Regions from separate parts of the Mus musculus genome. Here region 1 is linked to region 2. The links are chromatin contacts, called in public promoter capture Hi-C maps. All regions are on one chromosome and are shown on one strand. Each heading gives the region's core, a stretch centred on a gene start, on an enhancer-like site or on the middle of the called end of the contact. The rest is flanking DNA. Distances are from core to core; before and after follow the strand shown. Region 1 overlaps Ptk2 (PTK2 protein tyrosine kinase 2). Region 2 overlaps Ago2 (argonaute RISC catalytic subunit 2).

Region 1 (6,812 bases), core at 1,780-4,279, 110 kb after region 2:
TGGGCAGGGATGTCTAAACATGTGAGCCCCATCAGGTGGCACTGTTTGGGGAAGGTTTAGGCCTTGTTGAAAGAAGAGTGTTACTGGAAGCAATCTCCACCTGTCAATATGCTGCCCTATCATCATGGACTCTACACTCTGCAACCATAAACCCTAAATAAATGTTTTCCTCTATAAATTGCCTTGGTCATGGTGTTTTAACACAAGAAAAAGTAACTAATATGGCTGGCTTTTAGATTCTGCTATGTAGCCCATGCCGGGTAGGAAACCCTAAACTTAACTGATCCTCCAGCCTCAGCATCTTTTTTTTTTTTTTTAAAGTAAGGATTAAAAAGTTTTGGGGCTGGTGAGATGGCTCAGTGGGTAAGAGCACCCGACTGCTCTTCCGAAGGTCCGGAGTTCAAATCCCAGCAACCACATGGTGGCTCACAACCATCCGTAATTGAGATCTGACTCCCTCTTCTGGAGTGTCTGAAGACAGCTACAGTGTACTTACATATAATCAATAAATAAATCTTTAAAAAAAAAAGTTTTAAAGTAGCCAGGCGGTGGTGGTGCACGCCTTTAATCCCAGCACTTGGGAGGCAGAGGCAGGCTGATTTCTGAGTTCGAGGCCAGCCTGGTCTACAGAGTGAGTTCCAGGACAGCCAGGGCTACACAGAGAAACCCTGTCTTGAAAAACCAAAGGAAAAAAAAAAGTTTTAAAGTATGTGTGTCCAAGTGTATATGAGACTACAGGTATCAGGTATGTGTCACCCACTATACCTGGGGGGAAAAAAACACCTCTCTCTTTTTTTTCTTTTTTAAAGATAGATTTACTTATTTAATGTCTATGAGTACATTGTAGCTGTCTTCAGATACACCAGAAGAGGGCATCAGATCCCATTACAGATGGTTGTGAGCCACCATGTGGTCACTGGAGATTGAACTCAGAACCTCTGGAAGAACAGCCAGTGTTTCTAATCAGCCCAGCAAAACCCTTTAATTTTTAGTGTTTCTGGGGAACCAACCCAGGACCTCCTGCATGAAAAGCAGTGTACACTCTATCACCCCTCAGGGAACAAGGTATGAAGAATGGCTCTCCAAGAACTTGCTTTGCATGGTGCTTTTTACTCCACATGCCATCCACTTACTAAATGTTAGGACAATTACTGAGCCCCCCTGTTCTACTCTTGCTGTGGGTACAAAAGAGATCTTTGCCCTACGTGGATGACAGTGAAGTGAAAAGAGATGGTGGACACATGGAGCACACATGGAGGAAATCCAGCACATTGTATGAGAGGCACCCCTAAACATGGCCAAGGTGAGCAGACCTTTAACAACAGTGTCTGTGGGCTGGGCTGTACTCATAGGCCCAACAGTAAAACACACACACAGTATGAAAGTATCTGTTCTCAGAGCATTCTGGATCATCTAACAAGGTACACATGTGTAGAATAGAACTATAGGCAGTTGCATGGATTCTGTTTTAAGGGCTAGCTGTTTAAAGACAGTTTAGGTATTTCTGCCCTAAAAACCAGAAGAAAGACATCTTGCTTGAACAAGTTTTAAATGACTATGAGAAAAGTTGTAATTGTGCCCAGCATTGTGTCATCCTGGGACTTGGAAGCAGGAGGTAGTTTAAGTCCATCTTTAACAACTAATGTAGCTGTTACTCTAATTCTTACTAGACAGAGTACAGCTTCACTGCTAAAAATCTGTTATCAGTAACAGGACAGTGATCTGCATCTATGAAAATCTGGAACATGGCATATTTTGACAGTCTTAGATAACTTTCTTGTGTTTTACAGAAAGGTCATTCTATTCCATATCATGAATGTCAGCATGCCTTGATGTCTTTCAATAAAATGTGGGAGGCTCCAATATAGAATTTGGGACCAACTCTGGGGACAGTGCAGGCAGGTGCTTACCGGACCCTGAAAACTCCCGTCTTCCCTGTCGATGCTGCCTCGAGAGAGCCTCACATCAGGTTTCTGAAGATCAAAACAAAGGCCAAAATAATTTCATTAATATGTGTATGTTACTGACATATTCACCCTCTACAGCAGCAGCTTCCGGCTGGTCTTCTCGCCTGTACCCAACATCATCTCAGTGTCACTGTGACACTGCTCCCAAGTGGCAACCACTTCTTGGATCTGTGATGGTAAGCCCACCATTGTTTCTTTCGGTGTTGGTAATGTAACTGAGGCTCATGAACATGTGAGACATGTGCTCTACCACTGAGCTTATGGTTAGCCCACAGTGTCAATCTTTAGGTGATCTTAAATGATTTCTATCTGAATTCTGTAAATATTAATAACTCTAATTACATATTTATTTAGTGTGTATGTGTGAGTGTACATGTGCATATGCACATACTGTGGTGTGTGAGAGGAGGTCAGGATAGCCTGAGAGAGTTGGTTTTCTTCCTAAACCACGTGGGTCTCAGGGATCAAGCTCAGCTCCTTATCAACTGCTTTTATCCACTGAGCCATTTTGTGTGCCCCTTCTTAATTTTCTGGTTAGGGCCCTACATTTTTTTTTTTTTTTTTTTCCTGTTCAGAGCCATGTGGACTGGTCAGAGCGGCTTCTTATGGCTGGAAGGAGATCTGCTGTGCAGTTTGGGGTCTTGCACTGTTTTCATTTGTTGCTTCCACCTGTGGGGCATTGAATCAGGATTGAGGGATGCAGCAACAAACAGCTTAAAATCTGGCCAAATAGGAAATTTTGGACAGTACTATGAATAGAACTAGTCAACTTCCAGGTAACAGAGTCTATGTGCTCACAGTAGGGAAGAGTGTAGCTCACAAACGCTGCCCAGTTCACCACAAGGGGACATCATGGATGTCTTCATAGAAACTTGGATAGACATTTTTTTTTTTTTTTTTTTTTTTAGGATGCCAGAGTTTATAAGGCAGCCTGGGCCAGTCAGACAGCTCAAGGCTCATGTTGCCAGAAAATGCAGAGAGCTTTCTCCCTGGAAGCCTGTAAGGGAGGGGGAAGGGATTGCCACAGTAGGCTATTCTCTGGCAGGCAGCCCTTTGCTACTATTCCCTAGTTCCCTCATTGGTTTTCCTTCATTCGGACTGAGTGGGTCCTCTGTGAGAGGAACAGAGTAGGCTTTATGTAGTCAGGGCTTCCACATTTAAACTATAAAAAGTCCCCTTTTTAGTACAATTCTGTTCGTACAGTAATAAGAAGCCTAGTCACTATTTTTAAGCAGTGCTCAGAGGAAAACAAGGCTTCTCATCAGACTGCAGCTCCAGCAGCCCTGGCTGCTAGCACTCTGGCAAAGGAGTCCAGTAGCAATTACAGTAGGGATTCACATGCACAGGGCATCTGAGTAAGGCCACAATCTTGAGCTGGGGAAAAGAGAGGGGACACGGCAGAACAAGGAGCATTTGCTGTCAAGAGGGCATGTGACCTCAGGCAGGATCTGTTGTCCTCAAAATTATCCTGTGCAGGACCATGATCTGACAAGAGACCTCTGACCCACCCAAGCAATTGGTAAATGATTCAGTGGATGACAGTAGCCGCAAACAGCAGCTACTTCCAAACCTAGTAGGAGTTCTGGAGACCTAAGTCTTCCAAGAACAGTTACTGTGATCTAGTGGAAAATAATTCAAACAGTACTATAAATAGAATTGGTCAACTTTGAGGTAATAGACTCTGTCTGCTCATAGTAGGGAAGAATGCAGCCCACAAATGCTGCCCAGTTTGCCCAGTGACACAGTGGATGTCTTTAGAAGCTTCTACAGAAACTTGGACAGGATTTCTTTCTTTCTTTTTTTTTTTTTTTAAAGATTTATTTATTTATTATATATAAGTACACTATAGCTGTCTTCAGACACACCAGAAGAGGGAGTCAGATCTCGTTACGGATGGTTGTGAGCCACCATGTGGTTGCTGGGATTTGAACTCCGGACCTTTGGAAGAGCAGTCGGGTGCTCTTACTCACTGAGCCATCTCACCAGCCCAGGATTTCTTTTTAAGATGCCAGAGCTTATATGGTGGCCTGGGTCAGTGAGATAGCTCAACAGTGAGAGGGCTTGTGATAAACCTGAATCTGAGTTTGCACCCCCCCCCCCGCGCCCCCAAGTTCCACTATGGAAGGAGAACCAACTTTTCTATGTATATACAGTGCACATACACATGAAAACATTTCAAAGAAATAACAAGATTGGGCTTGTATATTTCACTAGAAATGTCATTTTTCTATTGATTTTTTACTTCATGGGAGGATTGATCTCTAGTGGTCTACACACTTGATAAGACCCTCCTTTTCTGCAGACATACTACTCTGAGAGAAACATACTACATTCAGGCTGCTGGAACCTTGCCGATCCAACAGAGGGCAGCTCCAGTAATGTCTTTTAGCATAGTCTCTTTAAAGTCGCTACAAACTCTCGCTAGTGCCTCTGGTTCAGCAGTCGCAGGTATTCAGGGATTGGACAGATGAAATGTGCTCCAAGAAGATAACATGGCTATGGTGCAGGAGCCCACAGGCATGTGCAGATGAAAGCAGATGGGAAGGGCCTTCTGTAGACACACAGTTCTCTCCTACTCAAACATCACCACACTCTTCCACTCTCACATGCATTTCTGCTTATGGGCAGGTGCATACACCCAATGGCCTCCCAAAGGGTATCTGTGCCCAGACACATGACAATCTGTCAAGAGCAATCTGACAAGAAAATGCATGAAAGAAGCTCTGTTTACTGACTCCAGTGCCCAGCACTTTCTATGCTAAACATAGGGCCTGGTTGGAATGAAATGGGCACAGACTGATTCCAGGATACCTCAGTTTAGCAGGGACAACACATAGAAAGAGTGACAGCATTTCAGAGAACATTACATTGTGATTTAAACAGGCCAGTAGAGCTTGCTTGTCACTCATCTAACAGCCTCTCTCCACCACCCACTTGTAGCTTAAGAGGGAAGCCCTCAGGCTTGTCTGCTTCCACTTGGTGCTCTTCTGTGCTACCCATCTCCTTCCAGGCTACACATGGAAATGAATGCAATTGCAGACAGCACTCTGAAGACAGCGAGTGGCAGGAGATACTTTGGTGTTTTGTTTTGTTTTTTTTAAACCAGATTAGGATGGGACAGTGTCCACTCTGTGCCCCACCCTGTATGTTCACCCTGGGGCTCTGCACCTGTTCTTTGAATCTCCTCTTCGGATTCTTTTCAAAGCACTTAACTTCTCCTCTCCTTCTCTGTCTACTGCTTCATTAGTTTGTCTCTTTCTCCTCACTGCACCTGGCTTACTGATATGCAGTTACTCATCAGTATATGCTGAGAGTGGATGGGCCTGTGAAGAGCCTGACATAATCAGTGAAGGTGTGAGGATGGCAGCACTCAGAACCAAGAGGATCTGGTCTCAGTGAATGTGGGAGAAAGTAAAAAAGCAGCACCGCCTCGGCTTTCCACGGCTGAGTGTATAAGGGAAATGACATGAAAACCACAGAGAAAGGTAACGGAGTTAGCTCAGAATCTGGCAACTTTGATGTGCTGAGAGAACAGCTAAGAGGAGTGGGGAGGGGGAAAATGGGGGCAAGGGGAGGAGAATGTTTTGAAAACACCAGCACTAGGATATCACTACTCAGTGAGTGTAAATCAAAATTCTGAATGAATTAGTACAAAAGCCCAACCCAGGAGCTGTAAGCATGTAGGGATGTTGCAGAAGGCAATCAAGCCTCTAAGATGCTTCCACTGGACTTGGTAAGCCTTTCCAAAGCTTCTACATATGAGTAGAATGTTTAATATATACAATCATGTTTCACGGAGAACATACTTTTAAATAAAAGCAGGCAAAGAACAAAAGGCACAAGCAGGCAATTCTTTAGGAGAAAAACATATAGGGTAACAAGAACTGAAAACGAATAAAGAAAAGAAAACACAAGCTTTGGGATTGGGTCTCACATTATAGCTCCAGTTGGCCAGGAATAGCAACATGGCCTCACCCTGCTAAGTACTAGGATTATAGGTGTGTGACTTTTTTTCCCTTCCCTATACTGGGGGCTAGACCCAGCATTTTACACATGCCAGTCAAGCACTTACCACTGAGATGCAGCCCCAATCCAATTTTAAAACAAACAAACAAACAAACAAACAAACAAACAAACACAAACAAACAGGGTGACAGGCAAAGGCCTGTGATCTCAGTTAATCTGAGGGAGAAGGGTTACAACCTTAGGATCCTAAGTTACACACTGAGTAAATAGAAGGCTAGCTTGGACAATTTAGTGAGACCTTGTAACAGCAGCAGCTAAAGGCCTAACTAACAATAGAGTGTACCACACAAAAATGCACAGTGTGGCAGCTCAGTGCCAAGGAGGAACTAAGACAGTTGAGGCTCTATATAGACAGCCGGCACTTTATTCAGGCAGTTAAAGCAGGTACCTCCTCAGAGATCACAGAACTATACAGGATAAGTTAGAATTGAATTGTGAAGCTATCCCACTTCAGCAGGCCTTGCTGCTACATACAGAGGGAGACGCTTTAAGGCAGACATTATAGTCAGGGGTCTGGGCATGCGTTACTTAGTTCTGCACATGGGCTATGCACACACACTTGGAGCTACCTGGAGGCTGGAGACATCCTGCACAGAGCATGAGTTAGACTTTACCAAAAGTTACCATGTATTTCAGGATGAGGTGCAGTGTATGAAAATAATCTCAAAGAAAGAGTAAGCCTGTAGAATACAGGCACCTCTGAGCCTTCTGATGAGAATTCCCCAACTCCCACAGAGACCAGCTTGGGTCACATCTGGCTAAACTAGTCCCATGACCCCACATCAATACCCACGCTCTTCCCACTGCCTGGAATGTATT
Region 2 (6,599 bases), core at 719-3,218:
TCAATGGCTGGTTTCTCTCAATTCTCTGCTCCTCCCCATCCTTTCTTTCTGGGGCAGGGTCTTAGACTCATTTTGTAGCCACTGATGACCTCAATTCTCGATGCTGCTGTGTCTACCTCCTGGTACTGGGGTCACAGCTCATGCAAAGCTGGGGATCAAACCCAGGTCTTACCTAGCACATGCTAGGCAGCATTCTGCCAACCAAGCCAGACACCCCCCCCCCCCCCCCCGAGCCCCGTCACAAGTCCTGGCAATTTATTTCTGAACCACCTCTCCCATCATTTATTAGATACATGACATTTCGTGCTTGGACCCTCCTCACCAGAGCCTTGCTAGACACCCGAGCCTGGGTCCCCATCAACTGTGGCAGCCGTGGGGCTCTGACTCACCCGCTCATTTTTGTCTGTGCAGAAGAGGCGTGTGTGGTGCCGCTTCTGCACCACGATGAACGTGATTCCTGGCTGATAGTCCTTCTCCAGCTTGATGCAGGCCTCTCTGATGGCCAGGAGCTCATGGTGGAGAACCTGCAGGACAAAGGCAGGCGTCAGATGCCTCTTGCACGCTGGGAATGGCTTTCCAAGTCTTGCCAGCACTGGGTCAGGTATACCACTCTGCCTTCCGACAGTTGGCCCAGTTTCATTCTGATACCGTGATAAAAAGACCGGCCCAAAGCAACTTGGGAAGGAAAAGGGTTTCCTAGTTCACACTTCCAAACCACATCCCATCACTGAGGGAAGGAAGGGTAGGAACACAACAGAAAACATGGAAGAACAGTACTTGCTGCTTGCTCAGCTAACTAGCTTGCTTATGTACACTTTTGTGCTTTTGTTTATTCTAACCGGCCTGGAACTCATTATGTAGACAAGACTGTCCTGACTTCAGAGATCTACCTGCTTCTACCTCCTCAGTGCTGAGGTTAAAGGCATGCACCAATATATCCACTTCAGCTTGCTTTCTCAGTCAGCCCAGGCCCACTTGTCTAGGAACGGTGCTGCCCCAAGTAGACTGAGCCTTCTATATCACACAGCAAAATGAGGATGTCCCACAGACATGACACCAACAGGCCATCTGATTGAGACAACTTCTTCATGGAGGTTCCCTTTGCCTAGTTGACTCTAGCTTATATAGATTTGATAGTAAATTATAGTCAAGTCCCTACATAGGGACCGCTTGGCTTGGAATCCATCATGATCTCAATGCTCCTGAAGACTTATGGGCTTGCGCAGCAGAGACAGTTGCCACTTGCTTGCTTACTGAGAGGAAAGGAAAGACAAATGGAGCAAGCACTCACTTGAGTCAGACCAGAACTCCCTGAGCTCAGTACTGCACAGTACCCAGCAATGCTCCTTCCTTCCTCCTGTCAACTGTGGGTCCTGTACTAAAGGCCTCATGTGAAGAGTTTGATACACAAGTACCAGAAATAGTGGCTTTTTATTGTGGCAGGACAGTATCTGTCTGTCTGTCTAATCTGGATCAAAGTCTTATTATTCTGCCCTATCTCTCTCTCTCTCTCTCTCTCCCTCTCTCTCTCTCTCTCTATGTATGTATGTATGTATGTATGTATGTATGTATGTATGTATGTATGTATCTATCTATCTATCTATCTATCTATCTATCTATCTATCTATCTATCTACCTGCCTATCTGAATCGAAGTCTTATTATTCTGCCTGCCTGGATCCACCTGCCCCTGCCTCCTCAGGGCTAGGACTAAGGGTGTGCAGCACCATCATGCTTGACCTTGCCCAGATTTAACAGTCTCTACCAGTTTACAATGTTTTAAAAATATATGTAGAATTCTAGCGCAGACAGTTAAGTTGTGGGGATTCTGGTACTCTGAGCAGTGGAGCTGAGAATGACAGGCCCGGCCTTCCTACAAGGGAGAAGCACTGGGAAGGATCGAAAGCCCAGGGGGATGGACCGAGAGGCAACAGGGTTTGAGGTCACGTAAGTACATTGTGGAAGCTGTCAACACAGCTCTTGCAGAACACAGCACTAGAGACTCGGCCAGAAAGAACTGAACCAGACAGGGCAGTGTACTCCTAGGGCAATGAATATCTGTTCTAAAGAGGAGAAAGTTGCAGCTTCTGCCCTAAATAGGAAGCAAATGTACTTTATTGCATGTCTTCAGCCTGTGGTCAAGGCAAGTAAGTCGATTCTCCAGCACTTCAGATCTTAGAAAGGCCCAGGGCAGGTAAAAATTCCCAGTCTGCCTTCATATCCCCTGGCCTGACTGAGGCTCTATCCTCACCCAGGTCTCCACTGCCCAGGCCTATATTCAAAACTTCCCTCCTGCCTTCCCCCATCCTGAGACCTGACACCTCCTAAGACACAGACCACACCACCACCATCCGCCTTCCCACTCTGAGCAGCCGACTGACAGAGGCAGAGAGGATGGCAGAGCGGCCCACCTGCTGGAACTGGCCCTCGGAGACGCCATCGCGGTAGAAGATGATGCGGGTGGGCTTGAAGCGGGTGGACTTGTAGAACTGAATGAGCAACTCTCGTACCATGGCAGCCAGGTCCTGGATGATCTCCTGTCGGTGCTGCTGCACGCGCACGGTGGCACAGTAGCGGTTGGGGTGTGCGTCCATGCTGCCCACGACCTGTGGACAGACACGGTCAGCAGGGGACAAGGGCTCCAGGTGTCCCTCTTTTGGGTCCAGCTGGAGATTGGCCTATAAGAAGCATCTCCCAGTGTCCCTCACAGCAGATAGTACTGCTAGCTCCCTTCTCAAGATGGGATACTTGCCCCATGGTACACGGGAAAAAGGCAACCTTGAGCCTTACTGTGTCAGGGGGTTGGGTTACCTGTAAAAAGCAACTGGGGGGGGGGGGTGCCTCTAGATTTTTTAGGAGCAAACACGTCTCCAAATTGCCTTATGCCCATCAAAGAGTTAGCATCCCCAGTCTTAGATCCCTAGGAAGGTCACAGCCCCGTGAAGCAACTTGGCTGTTTTAGGGCTCATCTGAAGGAGCAACCAGAGAGTCAGAGCCCCACAATGCTGCCAGGATTCTGAGGTTAGGGGACCAAAAGTAAACGGATCAGCTACAGCTAGGGCCTGCCCACTTCCAGGCTGGGGAAAGCACTTCCTTATACCTTGAAAGCACACAGGGAAGAGCCCTGGACTTCTGGGAAGCAGGTGGCTAGCTACTCCTCGGAAAAGCTTACAGAGCATCGTCTCTAAGCCTTGCCAAACTCCTTGTTCAAAAAATATTTCAAGTTGGCATAAATAGAGATAAATCAACATGAACAGAAACCTGTCCTATTGATGGAGAATCGAGGGGACCAGGAATAAGCATAGATTTCTGCTCTTTAGAATTTGATAAGCCTGGTTCTGATCTTGGTTGTCAACTCACCCACAGCTGGTATCAACCCAAGCCACAGCAGCTGATGAGGTAAGCTTCTGAGGGATTTTGCCGAATCATTAAAGGTGGGGAGACCCACTAAAATCCGAGTCACACCTCTTTCTTAGTGGCAGCCTTCGACCTTTTGCCTGCTTGCTGTTGGCAAGTTTGTCTATTCCTGTTACTGCAGGCAGGTTCCAACTAGACTGAAGACCAGCAGCTTCCAGTTCTCCTGGACTCTAGAACTGAACTGGGACCGCAGAGACCTCCAGTCTTTTTTTTTTTTTTGGTTTTTCGAGACATGGTTTCTCTGTATAGCCCTGGCTGTCCTCAAACTCAGAAATCCGCCTGCCCCTGCCTCCCTTGGGATTAAAGGCATGCACCACCACACCCGGCGAGACCTCTAGTCTTGTAGACTGAACAACTACAAATTATTCTTGGCCTTTGTTTTAAGACTGCATCCTCTAAGTCAATCCAATGAACTGTGTGTATGCGTGTGCACGTGTGTAACTAATGCATTTGCCTAAGTCTCCGAAGCCTACAGAGAGGACCCTGCACACAGTGACTCAGAGAAAACAAAGCCAACAATGACCAGGTAGAGCCCAAGACCTGGGCCAGACCCCAAGCACATTGGCTGTTCGGGTCTTTTCTGGCATTAGAGATCCTGACCCTGGATACTACCTGAAAGCCACAGCCAAGAACTATGCATAGCACACATGATGCAAATGGGGTCTCATCCTATATCATATCCCATACTCTACCCCTTTAATCCGGATTAAATAAACAGTGATGTTAAGTCTGGTTAGCACCTACTATACACACACACACACACACACACACACACACACACACACGCACGCACGCACGCACGCACGCACGCACGCACGCACGCACGCACGCACACGCATGCCAGGGCACTGAGCTGACTGCAGCACATGTGAAAAAGCTCAGAAAGATTAATTGTAGGGAAGTGGTAGAGAACGGTTTGATGCTGAGGCTCAGCTGGGCATGACGCTGGTACTGCCATGCCAAGTAAGAAGTGCGGGAGCCTACTCAGGGCCTTTTGGTCCCACTCCCCAGGTGAGCACTTCTTTGAGGCACTTGAACAACCAGTTAGAGAAACTGATTGGGCAAGGTGGGCATTTGTGAGGGCAGGATCCATGGTTCAGACAAACGATCCAAAAGAGCTGTTGTTTCCTTTCATATGCTCAACCACCCTGGCTCTAGAACCCGGTATTCTTTAACTAGAGGAGTGGTAAGAGGACACCCATTGCACTCTGCACTCCAAACCCCACTACAGAAGTCCATGCCTGTCCACTGTAACATGACAGGCCAGCCTACTGAGAGTGGAGGGAGTGGATGCTAAGTGGTTGGCCAAGGCTACCTTGATGGACATGGAGAAGCCAGAGGTAATGTTCCCATCAGATGCACCACAGAATGCAGAGTAGATGGCAGCCCACACACCTGTGACATCATCAGGTTCACCCTATCACCTATTTGCCGTTAGATCATGATTAGACCAGCCAAGCAAGTGGTGACTTCCATGTCTTTCTCCTCCACATACCACTGCAAACAGACCACAGACACTCGAGGGGCAATGGTCCCACCAAGCAACATGATACCAGCAGAGAGGCCAGAGGAAAAGAGTGGACACTCACGGCAGCAATAGAAGGTTTCTTCCCATCCCCAGCTGGTGGGTGGGTGACATCGGCTCCCAGGAAGATGACAGGTTGCTGGAACACTGGAGGCCTACAAGAAAATGGGTGTTTGAGGACCAAGCTTCAGAGAATGCATGGATGCCTGGCAACAGAAGCTATTCCTACCCGTCTCTGGGAGGCAACCCTAGCTCTAACATGGGTATTTTTCAAGAGATCTTCCTGACTCTACCTCAGTGCCAGGGTGACAGGCATGTACCACCAAACCCATCTGGTTTATGCTGGCCTTGAACCCAGGGCCTTATATATGCCATGCAAGTTCTTTACCAAGTGAGAGACCTCCCCCGCCCCCAACAGAATTGTTACCCTTAATGATACACACAGAAAGCCTATTGGATTAAACAATGATGTCTGTTATGCACTTGAGAAAGAGCCCGAGAAGGTGGGACTGAGAGCCGAGTACGTAGCTGGCCTGGTTGGGCACTGGGGGTGCCTTGTTCTGTTGAGGGGAGGGACTGCCAGAGCCCAGGAGTTTGAGTAGCATCCTGGGTCTTAACCACAGAATACATTCCCAATTCCCACAACCCCGCCATCTTCTTCCATGGCCATCATTTCTGGCTGAGACCTTCAGGCGGAATGCTCACTACCTGAGTGGTGGCATGTGTGGTGAGGGAAGGGGAAAGAGAGATAATGATAGCTCTCCATGCAGCACCCTAAAGACCAACAGGTTCCTGCATTGTAGGAGCCGGGCTTAGCATACACTGTTCACAATAGGAGCAGTTACGTCTTTATTCCCATGGTGACTGCTCTTCTAGAAGTATACACAGAGGCTGGTGGCTGCCAGAGAGGGTATGCAGCATGGTCATCAGAAAGGGGTTTACCCATCCCGTCTGCCTTCCTGAGACTTTTTCCTTTCTCCCCTTTATTTTGACACACAGTCTCATGTACTTCAGACTGGACTTGGATGTCCAGTCCCGCTGCCACGACCTCTCAAATGCTGCAATCTTAAGTGTATGCCTCCACATTTTGTGCCAAAAGAAACTTGATTATTCTGAAGGTGGCCTGGGACTATCACAAAGAACCAAAGGACAATTTGACACTCTGGGCAAGGAGAGGTAGCCAGAAGGGCATCTTTGTCCCTAAGTGTGTGAAGTCCAGACAATATTCTCTGTGTGAGGCCCTAGATCAAGAGCAACCATGATACGAGCTGAATACCACATCTCTGTGAGGTGACGTCCCATTTGTGTGAGGTGTGGTGCACTCAGAGGGGAGTGTGTCTATTGCACAGTGTCATCTCCCAATCAAAGTCAGGCACAGTAGAGACCTGTGTGTGTATGTGTGTGTGTGTGTGTGTGTGTGTGTGTGTGTCCACAGCAGGATTTCTCTTCAGCACCCATTCAGGATATAACCATGTAAGAAAGAAAGTGCTTCCTACATGCCAAGCATGTTCATCTATGTGCCCTTTCCAGGGAGAGGATGGCAAGTGTTCCTTTACTCTCCACTGTGGTTGCAACCACCCCTGGGGGCCTGCACCCAGCCTCAGACTTAGGGTGCCACTTCTAAGACACAGGCGTCTGTGGCACTGTGGTCCTGCTAA

What was found. Capture Hi-C pulls out chosen DNA fragments and counts their contacts.
Region 1: a promoter capture Hi-C map of adipose tissue shows a contact between it and region 2. The contact joins two enhancer-like sites. A contact is called at or near these places in 2 of 484 Hi-C or Micro-C datasets (cranial neural crest and nephron progenitors) and 2 of 9 other capture datasets (adipose tissue and pancreatic islet).

The regions. Positions count from the first base shown.
Region 1 is chr15:73,219,897-73,226,708 of GRCm38.p6, forward strand. It overlaps Ptk2 (PTK2 protein tyrosine kinase 2), which reads right to left. Exons shown (of 35, transcript NM_001358046.1): 29 at 1,911-1,973. Among named protein-coding and RNA genes, the nearest start is that of Mir151, 32 kb to the right of the region's middle. Within about 2 kb of position 3,030, at least 76 of the 459 cell types and tissues checked have an H3K27ac peak or open chromatin away from gene starts, as enhancers often do. A contact at or near this core is called in adipose tissue, where this site is marked.
Region 2 is chr15:73,111,298-73,117,896 of GRCm38.p6, forward strand. Ago2 (argonaute RISC catalytic subunit 2) reads right to left here. Exons shown (of 19, transcript NM_153178.4): 14 at 5,006-5,096; 15 at 2,411-2,605; 16 at 390-524. It overlaps Gm31725 (a long non-coding RNA gene), which reads left to right. Exons shown (of 2, transcript XR_384166.4): 2 at 2,255-4,188. Among named protein-coding and RNA genes, the nearest start is that of Gm31725, 6.1 kb to the left of the region's middle. Within about 2 kb of position 1,969, at least 4 of the 459 cell types and tissues checked have an H3K27ac peak or open chromatin away from gene starts, as enhancers often do. A contact at or near this core is called in adipose tissue, where this site is marked.